Linked DNA regions of Nomascus leucogenys: region 2 is linked to region 1. The links are chromatin contacts, called in public Hi-C maps. All regions are on one chromosome and are shown on one strand. The core of a region is the stretch at or near the end of the contact, and the rest is flanking DNA. Distances in the headings are between cores, read along the strand shown.

Region 1 (3,701 bases), core at 431-2,930:
GTTGTCGTGACAATCACTTGGGAGTTTTCTTGGAACACCATCCAGCAAAAGTCATTCACCGTGTTTTGCAGGCAGCCTTGTGTGGCAATGCAACTCCTTTTGGGCTGTGAATTGTTGCACTTGGTTTCAAATTCAGGCATGATGATATTTGCATTGATGTCATCTGAAATAGGCTCGTTGGGATCACCATCGTGCAGGACAACCCTGGTATGATCAAAGGGCAGGAAGTTTTTATATCTATTTTTGTTTTCGTTTTCTTGCCTTTGACCCTCTTTTCTGCTGTAGAGAAGTTTGCACGCCTGTGGTTGTAGTGTCTCAAATTCTTCCCAAAAGCCTTGTTGGACTTTATCTGTGGTCTCAGCTAATTTGCTTAGTTCTCAAACTCTGCTTTCTATCTCAGCAGCATTTATACAAGTCCTGTTAAGGGGCTACTTGAGTCGTAGCACTGTACCCAATGTTTCCAGCATAGGATTCTTCTTGTAATGTTCCACAAGATCCGTCAAAGAATCAAACAGTTCTCCTCCACCAACGTATTTCAGTTCCTGACAGCGAATCATGACATGGGTCACTTTAGACTTGCTGTCATTGCTCTCCCTTTTGTCATCACTGGTGCGCGCAGAGAGAACAAAATCTCCAGGGTGGCTCTGGCTCTCTCGTATAAGAAAGCTACCATGTTTTCCTTTTTCAGTTAATTTCTCTGCTTCTTTCCCAAAGAGGTGTCCATGAAACCATCTTTCAGAGGTAGGATCTGCACAGTTCAGAGGATATTTAAGCTCAATAACATCTCCATTCTTCTCTTCGAATTGCTGTGATATTCCATGTAATACTGGACCAACTCAGCCAAAGTGGCAAACTTCTCCCCCCCATACGGGTCCTAGTAATCACCGTTGTTCTGAATCTTGATGTGGGTGACAGCTCCATTTCTTCTAACAGAACATGTGATATCTCCGGGGTACTTTTACTAGGCCTTGCCAAAAAACTGCCATCAACTCCTCTTGTCAACAATAGGTTTTTCTGCCTCCACACCACTGATATTTGGGTGAAACCACTGTCTCCAAGCCTCAGTTTCCTCCATTCTTTTCTTTCTATAAGATAAAGATAGTAGGCTGGATGCAGTGGCTCACGCCCATAATCCCAACACTTTGGGAGGCTGAGGCAGGAGGATTGCTTGAGTCCAGGAGTTCGAGGCCAGCCTGAGCAAAAAAGTGAGACTTCGTTTCTACAAAAAATACAAAAAACTAACCAGGAGTGGAGGCTGTGGCAGGAGGATCACTTGGGCCCAGGAAGTCAAGGCTGCAATGAGTCATGATCACGCCCCTGCACTCCAGTCTCCTTTATTTTTATTTTTAATGAACAGAGATCTTTTTAAAATGGAAGTGGTTGGTCCTTGATGTCTGGCTTCCCTTGCTAATAAATAAACCCAGAGAACTATTTGCAATGGTGTAGCATTTAGAATCAACAGCCTTCAAAACAGAGAGGGTCTATTCTGTTTTGTTTTGAAGTCACCCCTTGCACAAAACATATGGTAATCTCGGGCAGCCCATGAAGCAATCGGCAAGATCTGAAGGATGAGAACAGTGTGTTCTTTGAAATCCCTCTGACAAGCAGACAGTCCCTCCTTCCCTCAAACCATCCTCAAAGGGAAGTGTGTCGGCTTGGGCGGTAGTGAGACGGTGTGGGAATTCCCCTGTCCCCTTGGTTCACTTTACAGACAAAGTTCATTAGGGTTAAAGATGGGTCATTCCCATCCACAGATTCCTTCACTTGAAATCAAGACTTCTTGGGAAATATAAATTTGGAGAATAGGTGACAGTGAACTATAGTTCTCTGCAAAACAAATTTTTTAAAAATCAGGTGGTATTAAAAATTGCTGTTTCATGACATTACCAATAGATGGCAGCACGGGATTCGGCCTCAGGCCCTTGACGCTCTTGGTGTCATCAGAGAGCAATTTGAGGTGTGCAATAAAATCTTTGGGTTACCCGACCCCCCACCCCCCGCCTTCTCTAGGTGACCTCAAACCACAATCACCAATCGACTGCGGTACTGTGACCTGGAAAAACAGCAAGGAAACTAAAAACAAAACAAAACAAAACAAAAACCCATCCTGTGAGCTCTGCAAGGGAGAACAAGATCATGGCACACAGGCAATTAGCAAACTAAATTGAAGATGAATTCTGTTAGAAGAGTCGAAAAACAAAGAGAACAATTTTTGTGCATTGTGTTTTTAAGATCACTGCATCCAAACACTGGAGCTTCAACATAAAGACTCCTGAGCGATGTACTCTGACTTGACCCCTGCAGTTCCTTCCAGTTCTGAAAATCTCTGATCTGTGAATGGAAAAGTTCCAGCAGATACGTTTCTAAGATAATGAAACTATTTCTAGATACTAGTCTAGTACCTACATGTATTCAAACAGAAAAATAAACAAACACAAAGACCTTCATGCTAATCAAAATATTTTTTAACAGAAAGGAAACCAAAACCTATCGGACCCAGCCCGCAAGAACTGTTTTTTTTCCAATGCACATAGCAATAGTTCATGTTTTGAAAACCAATTATCTAGGCCATAATACCCATTGTAGAAAGAATAGAATAGAATAGAACAGATCAGAATGCATCACAGTCTGCAGGGTTGTAAGGTAAAATTTCTTGCTCTACATCATGGGCCAGAGAAAACTTGCAAAGCTCTATCATGGAGAACAGCATCTGTCTTCAACCTTTGTATCTTCCACAGCCCAACACCAATAAGCTCCTCACCATCAAAACATCTAAATGGGCAAATAGAACTTTTGGTGGGTTTGAGTGGCATCAAGCATCAAGCTGCATTAATACTCTTCTCAATCACTGTCATACAAATACGGAGAATTCGGTTATTTATCATCATTTTCTGCATATCCATACTATTCCAAGACAATCCCAATTTCTGGCTGTTTGTTCTATTCTTCCATAAGCACATTCATATTGATAATGTTGTATGTCCCGAGTTTCAGTTTGGAAAATATAGTCCCTGGTTAAATCAATGGGCATGGGATAAAAACTTTAATGTCTAAAGGGGCTGGGTAGGTAGAATCAATGAGTGAAGCAAGCCAGAAATAACAAAGGATTAAAATGTGGATTTTATAGGAGATGTATACATTTTTAAAAAGTTAATAACATTAAAAACGGAAAGTGACATTGTGCTGGGCAGAAGAAATTAGGTCTTCTATGGACTGAATTTTATCCCTTCAAAATTCATATATTGAAGTCCTAGCTCCCAATGTGACTGTATTTGGAGACAGGTCTTTAGGAGGTGGTTAGGGTTAAATGAGGGCATAAGGGTGGGGCCCTAATCCTGTATGACTGGTGGCCTTATGACCTTATTAGGGAAAGAAGATCTCTCTCTCTCTCTCTCTCTCTCTTTCTCTCTCTCTCTGTGTGAACGTGCACCAAGGAAAGGCATGTCACTGAGCTGCAAGACGACAAATGTGTGCAACCCAGAAAGACAGCCCTCACCAGGGAACCGAGTTAGCCAGCACCTTGATTTTTGAGTTCCCAGCCTCCAGAACTGTGAGAAATAGATTTCTGTTGTTTAAGCCACCCGGGCTACGATCTTTTGTTACAGCAGCCTGAGCAGACTAATGTGAAGCCTTAAGCCTGGATATGCCCAGGGCCCTCCAGGTGGCAACTTCAGGTTGAACGAAGCCCTGCAGATTGAAGG
Region 2 (3,701 bases), core at 605-3,104, 260 kb after region 1:
CCTGTAATTCTAGTGCTTTGGGAGGTCAAGGTGGGAGGATCACTTGAAGCCAGGAGTTTGAGACCAACCTGGGCAATATTGTGAGGCCCTAACTATACAAAAAAAAAAAATTAAAAATTAGCCAAGTGTGATGGCACACACCTGTAGTCCTAGATACTTGGGAGGCTAAGGCAGAAGAATTGCTTGAGCCCAGGGAGTCAAGACCACAGTGAGCTATGATCATACCACTGCACTCCAGCCTGAGTGACAGAATGAGACCGTTTTTCCAAAAATTGAAAATAAATAAATAGAAAGTCTATTGTTTACATCAGAAATGATATCTTTTGTGACTATTTAAGCTATCATAAAAAAAAGTTTTTAAATATCTGAATATAATTAAAAATGCATGACACATCACATGGTCTTAAAAATGCTTTTAGTGGATTGGGAACAGTGGCTCATACCTGTAATTCCAGCACTTTTGGAGGCCAAGGCAGGTGGATCATCTGAGGTCAGGAGTTGGAGACCAGCCTGGCCAACATGGTGAAATCCCGTCTCCACTAAAAATACAAAAATTAGCTGGGCTTGGTGGTTCACGCCTGTAATCCCAGCTACTCAGGAGGCTGAGGCACGAGAATGGCTTGAACCTGGGAGGTGGAGGTTGCAATGAGCCAAGATTGCACCACTGCACTCCAGCCTGGGTGACAGAGCAAGACTCAGTCTCAAAAAAAGTGCTTTTAGTGGCTATAAAGTTTGTTTGAAGATCAGTGCTGAAAGATGATGGTTGCGTACATTAAGCACCAGGATTGGACGAGGGAATGGGAAGGAGAAAGCAGAGGGTGGACTGGAGATGGTGGTGACAGAACAGTCTTGAAGGACTGGGGACGGCCACCATGGTGGAGAGGAGAACTTTCCTGAGGGGAACCAGCATGTGCCCAGGGGCAGCAGAGAGGCTGATGTGTTTGGAGATCATTGTCGTACAGCTTAAACACAGGGAAATGATGAACAATAAGCCAAGGAGGGATGGTAGAGACTCATATGGGGGAAAAAAAAAAAACAGCTTACCCTGGCAATGACATTTTATTAACCTCCTTTGTAGTGATTCTGGGCTCAATGTGGTGGCTCACTATGAACTTGAGTCTAACAAATCTGGGATTGAAACCCAGCTGCACTTCTATTAACTGTGAGAAGTTGGACAGATTCTCTCTCTAAGCCTTGACTTCACCATCTATAAAAAGAAGAAAATGAAGAGTACTTCCTCAGAGAGCTGTTTTAAAATTTAAATAAGATAGTCCATGCAAAGGGCCTAGCATATACTAGGTACAAATAATTTTGTTATCATTTCTAATACTTAAACCTGATCCTATCATCCCCCAGATTAAAATTCTTAGTGTTCTCTTTTGCCCTCAATATAAGAATCCAAACTTGCTAAGGTTATCTGAAGCCCTCCTCAGCTATGTTTTAGGGGCACCATCCACAATTTTGTTCTCCAAAATTAAAATGAAATAATTAATAAAGGATTATCACCATGAGCGAGTTAACTGCCATGGAGAATGTTACACTGAAAGGCCTAGTGGCCTCCTCTAAGTTCAGCAGAAACCAAGAAAATCATCCCTGCACCCAACTGTCCCTCACCATCACTCTGCCATCCCAGCCCCACCATCATTCTGATGCCCCACCCCTAGCCTGTCCCACCATCACTCTGATGCCACACCCCCAGCCTGCCCCACCATCACTCTGCTGTCCCAGCCCCAGCCTGTCCCCATCATCACTGATGCTCCAGTCCCAGCCTGTCCCCACCATCACTCTGCTGTCCCAGCCTGTCCCCATCATCACTCTGATGCTCCAGCCCCAGCCTGTCCCACCATTAATCTGCTGTCCCAGCCCCAGCCTGTCCCCACGATCACTCTGCTTTCCCAGCCTGTCCCCACCATCGCTGTGATGATCCAGTCTCAGCTTGTCCCCCACCATCACTTTGATGTCCCAGCCTCACTCTGATGTCCCAGTCCAATATCCCTGCAGTGCAGCTTGTGCCTTATATTGCCAGACACTTGACGACTTGTTTTAAAATGATACAGAAGAGAATCAGCACTCTCCAATTCTGTAATGACAATTGTTTTTGAGACAAAATCAGTGTAGTAAATGAAATGCAGACAGGGAAGTTAACACATGATTGTGAAATATGTGGTTGGAATTGCTTCAGTCAAAATATAATTTGGTTTCTTTTTATTGCTTTCTTTTCTATGGTATTGTACAATACAATTTAAGGGAGAAATTTTTGGTGAGGATGGGAGACTGGAGGCGCAGCCATTGCCATTAGCTTCATCCTATTTCTCAATTCTGCCTCCTGATCTCCCCTCTCTCATGGAAGGGGGCTGACTGCTTCCCTCAAATGTGGCCAGAAGGCCTAGAACCTAGTATTTGCAATGGCCTGACTGTGAGTGCAGCTTTCTGTGTGTGTGCTCAGACATAGGTGTTCGTGTCTCTGTGTGAGTGTAGGGAGAGGGGGAAAGAGGGAGATGCGCAGAACTCATCATCCCTCCCGCAGCAAACTGAATTCTCTCACTCATGACACCCAGATGATGAAAAGCCAGTGGAGCAGGAAAGAGCACGTTTCAAATATGTCGCAGGAGTTTGATCTAAAGGAATCAATAACTGATTAAATAACAGATAGAGGAAAAGGATATCCAGGAAAATGCCCATATTTCTAGCTTTGGCAACTAAATAGATTGCTATGGCATTCACTGTGACAGAAGTTATGAGTTCAGTTCTTTAACTTTTGTACTTGAAGGCCCTATGAGATAGTTAAATGAAGATGTTTAGCAGGTAGCTAGATATACAATCAGAGGGGAGCAGGAGAAAGATCAGAGCTGGAGTTATAGATAAAGCTGTCCTTAAAGCTGTGGCCACAGATGAGCTTGCCCAGGTAGAGTAGATAGTGTTGAGAAAAGAACAAAAAAAGACCCTTAGGAAATTGCATCATTTAGAGATAAGAAACCACAAAAGAACCGACAGAGGGTTAGAATGAAAACCAGAGACACTGCTGTCTGAGTAACTAATGGAAGAATTTTTTTTTTTTTTTAAAAAGAGGACATAGTTAACTGAGTCAAATGTAAAAGAGGTCATAAATAGGATCTGTTCATTCAGCCAGTCACGCTTTCATTCACTGAACAGACATAGATTGTCTACTATGTGCCAGAGACTGTTCTAGATGCTGGGGACAGAGGTAAATACAAAAGAATCTTGTTCTCGGTGAATTTAGTTTATTGAGTGAGACAGAAAATAGGCAATTACAATAGAAAATGTAATAAGTAAATTGAGGGTGTTATGAGCTGACATGGGAGTGTGACCAGGCCTTAGGGACAGCAGTTTTGGGGGGTGTGAAGAGGGCAGATACAAACTTGTGCAAATGTTACATTCAAGGAACTTTGCTTTGAGCAAATAAGTGACCTAGGATGATAAATACAGACAGACAGGGAGGTGGGGAGAGATGTTATTTTTAAAGACGGAAACAACTTGGGTTTATCCAGGAAAGAATGGGAGTGAAGATCAGAGATAAACAGGGATTCACTGGGCTGGGTGCAGTGGCTCATGCCTGTAATCCCAGCACTTTGGGAGGCTGAGGTGGGTGTATCGCCTGAGGTCAGCAGTTCGAGAGCAGCCTGGCTAACATGGTGAAACCCCATCTTTACTAAAAATACAAAAAATTAGCTGGGCATGGT

Evidence for each region. A called contact is a pair of places that touch in the nucleus more often than the background predicts.
Region 2: a Hi-C map of a lymphoblastoid cell line shows a contact between it and region 1, with 8 times the contacts expected there. The contact joins two enhancer-like sites. A contact is called at or near these places in 2 of 4 Hi-C or Micro-C datasets (both in a lymphoblastoid cell line).

The regions. Positions count from the first base shown.
Region 1 is chr3:123,825,786-123,829,486 of Asia_NLE_v1, forward strand. It overlaps the pseudogene LOC100587990. Among named protein-coding and RNA genes, the nearest start is that of TNFAIP3, 160 kb to the right of the region's middle. Within about 2 kb of position 1,681, the one cell type or tissue checked has an H3K27ac peak away from gene starts, as active enhancers do. A contact at or near this core is called in a lymphoblastoid cell line, where this site is marked.
Region 2 is chr3:124,090,272-124,093,972 of Asia_NLE_v1, forward strand. No RefSeq gene overlaps it. Among named protein-coding and RNA genes, the nearest start is that of TNFAIP3, 100 kb to the left of the region's middle. Within about 2 kb of position 1,855, the one cell type or tissue checked has an H3K27ac peak away from gene starts, as active enhancers do. A contact at or near this core is called in a lymphoblastoid cell line, where this site is marked.